Regions from separate parts of the Anas platyrhynchos genome. Here region 2 is linked to region 1. Evidence: chromatin contacts called from public Hi-C data. All regions are on one chromosome and are shown on one strand. Each heading gives the region's core, a stretch centred on a gene start, on an enhancer-like site or on the middle of the called end of the contact. The rest is flanking DNA. Distances are from core to core; before and after follow the strand shown.

Region 1 (2,986 bases), core at 313-2,812:
GGAAGCGACAGGCCCCAAGAGACACCAAAGACTGCTTGTGCTTCACACAGAGCAATGAAAGACTTCAGGAGCCTAGAGAAACACCCTAAATAAATGTTCAAGCTTTTTGTTCCTAATCTCTTCAGCATTATAGTACCTTCTGAAGAAGAAGCAGAACTTAAAGAGGCCAGAAGTTAATGTCTATCCTCAGTTTTTGCCCTTCTTCTCAAGCAGCAAAATCTAGGAATCACTATATTCTTCAAGATTTCTACTTGAAATAAATGAAAAAAAAGAAAGCCACCCAAAAACATCCTCCCAAACTTTCAGGAGTTTAGAATTAGCCAAGGCCTTATTTATATCAAAGATCTGGGAAAGCATTTACATCCACTACTATCACGGGCAGGACTCTGACAACAAGAATGCTGACAGACAAAAAAAAAAATCACAAGAAACACAGGAGAATTTCTCTGAACTAGTGAGTGGGAGTCTCAAAATTAACTAACACATGGCACAAACACCATTACCAATATTAAATAGCTTTCTTGCAGAGCTTTCTTTTTCTCTCCATTTCTTAGTGTCCCATATTCACAATGTGAATCTATCATCAATTTCACAAGGAGCACAAGGAATTTACTTTTTAACAGCTTCTGTTCTCCCTCCATACAAATCAGTGGTTTAAACAAATACTCAACTGAGTAACTGTGAATGAAACAATTAGCTGCACTCCATGACATTAAGTGTAAAAATCCCCCAAAGCTCAGAATGAAGCTTTTGCCCAACCAGATGGTGTCACGTAGATGTGATCTCTCACTGATTTCTAGTTAATCTCTAGGCAAAAGATACATGCTTCCAAAACGTAGCACCATTCCTTCAGACAGAAGCATTTTTCAAAACTTTCATACCCCAAAATATAAAAAGGCAGCAACTTCTAACAGAGACAAAAGTCTCATAACTTTTTTCCTCTGCAAATAATCTATTCTGACCTTGACTGAATCATCTTCATAATTTAAAAAGTGCCATTAAATTGACAGACCATTAAAAAGTACTTTTGCTAACAAAAATATTTCCTCCAGGTTCTTTCCTTTACATAGTAACTTCAAAATAAATCATAAATGAGTCCTAGAGGACCAAGAAATGCTTTATCTTTTTCCTGGAATGTCAAATAAAGTTCCTACACTCCCAGTTTTAAGCTTTTAACTCAACACGATAGCAAATTCTAGAGTTTGAACAATTTCATCTTTCTTCCCACAGCCATTATGTTGTTAAAACAAAACACAGCTTTTTAAATAAAAAAAATCCAAAGGCTACTTGAAGACACTAAACTTCAAGAGGAAGTTTGAATAAACAGCATTTCCTTTATCAGACAAGTTACTGCATGTCTATAAGCACCAGGTAGATTTCTTCTATTTCAGATTCCTTAAATCTGAATGTATACATGTATTTAATATTAAGTCTAAATCCAACCGCAGGAGTAAACACTTTATCTCGTATTTTTTTTGGCCTGGAGGTCACTCACTGCTGGCCGATCCTGATCCACTGCCCTGCAGGAGGTGCAGTCATGCTTGCCTTGGGTTTCCTGTAGATGGAGCAAGAGTCACACTGGAATTTTATTTTTAGGCTAACAGTCTACCAGGGCAGAAAGTTGCTTAAAATCTGCAATACAGAAGAGTTATTTTAACTGTGGGATCTGTTGGATAGTACTTTACTGGCTACTCTCCTGAAAAGACAGTGCAAGGCTACCCTTGCTCTCTTCTGCATACTTTTATAGAACTCAGTGTTTCATTGTGCCTGTCAAAATCTTTAATTTGAAAGGATGTTATTTTTTTCTTTTAAGTATCTACATAGTTCCAGTCTGGAACACCCAATCATTTTTCAACTATTAGCTGCTCACTAAAGCAGATTCCTTTATTTCCTTTGAGAGGTCTTAGATAACATTACTGGCACTTACACTGCTGCAGCAGATTAACCATCAGAATCTGCCTCCTCTTCTCAGAAGCTGTATTCCCACAGGTCAGGGAGGAATTGAATGTTTTTTGGCTGGCAATTCAGTATACTACTAGGTACAAATAGAGCAAGAGTCTTTTTAGTGAGATGGAAGAAAAGGGAACGGGAGGGTGTTTATTCCTTTTGAGAGGAAGATCGTAATCATTTAATCACCATTATTTCTGTTGTGTTTCCCTTTGAACACCCTGTGTGCAAGCAATTCCCATTTCTACCTTTCATACTACCTTGTTGAAGACTAAGCTCCAAATTCACTAACAAAGTAGCTCCACAGTTAAACAAGGTTTAATATGTTTCTGGGACTGCTTTATACTGTAATTTCACTTTGTTATCCTAGTTTCAGGTTTGTACAAACTTGTACCAAAGGAATTGTTACCTAAGGAATCTTAGCTACTATAACCCATAAAAGACAGATGTTCAATTTATAGAAAATAACAATGATAAAGCAGAAACATTATTTACTAGATGTAAAAACCCCAATACAAACAGAGCTTAAGGATAAAAAAAAAAATCTGAAGTCACACAATCTGACTGTAGGACTGCAGTGCATACATATTTGACTACATTTGATCTTCGTCTGTGTTTTAAAACAAGGATTTTAAATGCTCCATTTTGGTGGGGAACCAAGGGACTTTTAGAGCCAGTGGGCTCTCGTACTGTGAACTATTAACACTCCTACCACTAGGAACTGCCACTACAACACCCACGATCTGTTTCTCCGTTTTAATAAATTAATGGTAACTGACGGTTAGTTTATGCATGACCCAAGACTGAAGAAACACAGTTCAAACCAGTGCCACAGTGTGCCTGCTTTGAAGTTTATTCATTCACAAAACCCTTAACAGTTCACTTCACTGCACTGTAACCAGCTTGCCAGGTGATACTGACCTTAGTATAAAAATAGAAAGGACATCCATCTCTAGAAAGGTTAGTATGAATTTCCATGATTCAAGTCAAAGCCCTGAATACCATGCTGGCTTTTGATCAAAAGTGGCACTTTCCTTTG
Region 2 (2,986 bases), core at 210-2,709, 130 kb after region 1:
TGTGATTAGTTACTTAAGTCACTTGTTATTATTTCCATTACCTAATTGGGGGAGACAAATTTATAATTAGCAGGGTGAGTTTGACTTTCTGAATAAGGCAGTAATTTGTGGGATGAGATTTAGCAGTGAAGTAGAATTAAGATATTTTCCCTTTTCTTAATTATATAGATCCTGTCCATAGAATCAATCCTAGAAAATTAAGTTACTCTTAATACTTTAAGAAGGGAACATATTAATTTTAACTACTGTATTCTATTAAAAAGGAAATGCAAATATGTTCCTGATACTAACTGAGAAATATTGCCAGTAGAGTTTGATTTGTGTAGGTCTGTGTATAACATATGTACGATGAGTCTATTATGTACTTAGATATTTTTGATCCATGGGCCTTGGCTCTCGTAACCACCTTTAATTTGTACCTGAAATCAGTGATATAGCTGTGATTAGAGGCTGACAGTTTGGTACAGGTTTCTAGTCAAAGCCCTTCCTTGCTGGTAAGGCAGCTTTTCTGTGTTGCTTGTGTGGAACCGCTGAAATGTATTAGGAATTTTGACAATTAAGAACCACGAACTTGTTCTTTCTTCCATATTTGCTAGGACTGGAAGTCTTTCCAGGGATACATTTAATGTTAAAGTTGAAGTAACAATAAGAGTCTGGCCTAATTGGAGACTTCAGCTTCTGCTGAGTCTATATGGGAATATTTTACTCTGTTTAGGAATATTATCCTCAAATCTGGGCTGTTCAGTGTCAGTCATGCAGTTCAAAATATCAGCTCAGGCTTCATTATTGTGTTGATTTTAATAAACATAGTCTCTGGCACCTCAAGATTTAGTTTACTTTGTATTTGGCTTACAAATTATGTTTTCAACTCCAGTGAGTAGAAATGAGAGACTGAGAACAGACTCAGATGTCTGCTCACAGACTTTCTTTAGGTTGCATCTAGCCTCTCACTGACCTATGATGAGCATGAGGGGCTGAGTAGTGCTCATAGGGCAGTCTTGAATTCTGTTGGGCTCATGCAGAATTGATAAGCTAGGTGTCAGGATGAATTATCACTCAGGTGCTTATCATTCTTCATGGACTACACAGAAAGACTAGTGTGACTGGGATTCCAACTCAGATGTCTGCATTAAATACCTACTGCTAGATGGGATGAATCAGGTCTTTTTTTTTTCACGTTGGCAGTAATGCTAATGAAGATCAATTGCATAAAGAAACGTTCAGCACATCAGTACCAATCAAGAACTACTATGGAATTTACTCAGAATATTGTGATCAGGGGTTGCTCTCTTTGTCAGTTATTTTGAATAACGTCTTGAGTTTTTTTTTGACAAATATGGAAATACGGTGAAAAATAGGAAAGCTGGATCCAAAGTAGGTGAGTTGATTCCAGCTTTGTTCAGGCTTGATCTAAATCTGAAGAGAGTGCCTTTCCACAAGATGCTGGGTGGAGACACCCTGGGTTCTGCAGCTCAGCCAGTCTGGCTATTTCACTTGGAAAATTCTGCTTCGTTTATGCTTCTGCTCAGGCCAACTTTGTGCTAGCTTCTGCTTTCTAACAGATGTGCAGATTCACCTGGCTCCTATATATTTGGTAGAGAATTCCCCTCCTGAGTTCAATGGATGTGAAAATAGAAAATAAGCAGTACTTATTATGTCTTTCATCTATATCTGCATACTCTGTTAAGTCCTCGTACAGAAGTTCCCCTTGTAGAGAGAGGAAATCGTAGTTGTGAAGGGGCTGGACCGGGAGCTGATTCTTGCTTCTCTGAGGGTTGGGCTTGGCATAGAATTCATTAATCTGCAGCTCTGGCTTAGGCAGGCATTTTCCTCCCTCCTTCCTCCTCCTTTCCTTTCCTCCACTTGGCTGCTTGTCCTTGTCTGGCTCTCACCCCACCATGCTAGCACAGTTGTGAGTAGAACTGCTGAATAAATTGGACTGGGGAACTGGTCCAGCTAAAAAAAGATTATTATATTGGAGGTCCAGATTATATTTCAGCTGAATCACTTCCTTAGGAGACTACACAAATGTTTGTGCTGGGAGGGCAGTGCAAGAAGCTGGATTGGACATGGAGTAGGAATGGCTTCAGCTGGCAAAAACATCATGGCTGCCAAAGCCTCAGTCACAAGAAAGTGCTCTCAGAGCGAGGGCAAACCTGATCGAGTGACCTGATAGACTATTGGCAATGGACCTGCTTTGAGCAGGGAATTGGATAGATGACCTGAAGAGATCCCTTCCAAACTGAAATATTTTCTGGTTCCATGATACAAACTTAAGTCCTGTTTCAGACATCCTTTGGCTTTGTAAATTTGGCACCTCATCTTTTGAATTTATCTGTGATGCTTTTGCAGTTGTATTTTTTCAAGAGATGAATACAGAGTTAAGATCACTACTGTTCAAAAGAGGTAGAGGCCTTCTGACCATCTGGTATGCTGAACATAGTAAAAGCCACAACACATCCATCCCTGTTTTCCTTAGTAGGAGGAACACACTTGTGACTTTCCTTTACTCTTTTTTACCTTTTTCTTAAGTAAGATTTGCGAATGTGGCACTGAGTACTGTTGTATTTTGATTTGTTACAGCTTAATTGTAAATAATGTGAAAGCTGAAAGGATGTTGTCTAGGCAGAAACATTAGACAACCCCCTACCTGTTCTGTTGTCACTTTCTGTGATACCCATGCTTCTGAGCCTGTTGTTGCATAGCAAGTGGCAAAGCAGGCAGTGCCTTCAGTGATGCGGGACTGTCCCTCACAGCCATTTATCAGCTCTCTGGTTCAAGGCCACCGTGTGTTGGAAGTAGATTGCATGGGCACATTGACTGTATACCTACCTCTGTTTCCTTCTTTGTGCTGTGATGCTGGTGTTGAGACCGATGTTTATTTTCATGCACAAAGCAGGGAGCAGAAGACAGCGTAGCTTTCCCTGTAGCTGCAGCAATGCAGATATCAAAGAAAGTGCCGACACCTGGAGATCCCACACATCTG

Evidence for each region. Hi-C and Micro-C count contacts between places; a contact is called where the count stands out from the background.
Region 2: a Hi-C map of subcutaneous adipose tissue shows a contact between it and region 1, with 2.1 times the contacts expected there. The contact joins two enhancer-like sites. A contact is called at or near these places in 4 of 8 Hi-C or Micro-C datasets (F1 follicle, liver, skeletal muscle and 1 more).

Annotation. Positions count from the first base shown.
Region 1 is chr1:47,565,854-47,568,839 of IASCAAS_PekinDuck_T2T, forward strand. All of the region lies in intron 2 of NUDT4 (nudix hydrolase 4), which reads right to left. Among named protein-coding and RNA genes, the nearest start is that of NUDT4, 18 kb to the right of the region's middle. Within about 2 kb of position 1,563, at least 1 of the 8 cell types and tissues checked has an H3K27ac peak or open chromatin away from gene starts, as enhancers often do. A contact at or near this core is called in subcutaneous adipose tissue, where this site is marked.
Region 2 is chr1:47,692,447-47,695,432 of IASCAAS_PekinDuck_T2T, forward strand. All of the region lies in intron 4 of LOC110351475 (a long non-coding RNA gene), which reads left to right. Among named protein-coding and RNA genes, the nearest start is that of EEA1, 28 kb to the right of the region's middle. Within about 2 kb of position 1,460, at least 1 of the 8 cell types and tissues checked has an H3K27ac peak or open chromatin away from gene starts, as enhancers often do. A contact at or near this core is called in subcutaneous adipose tissue, where this site is marked.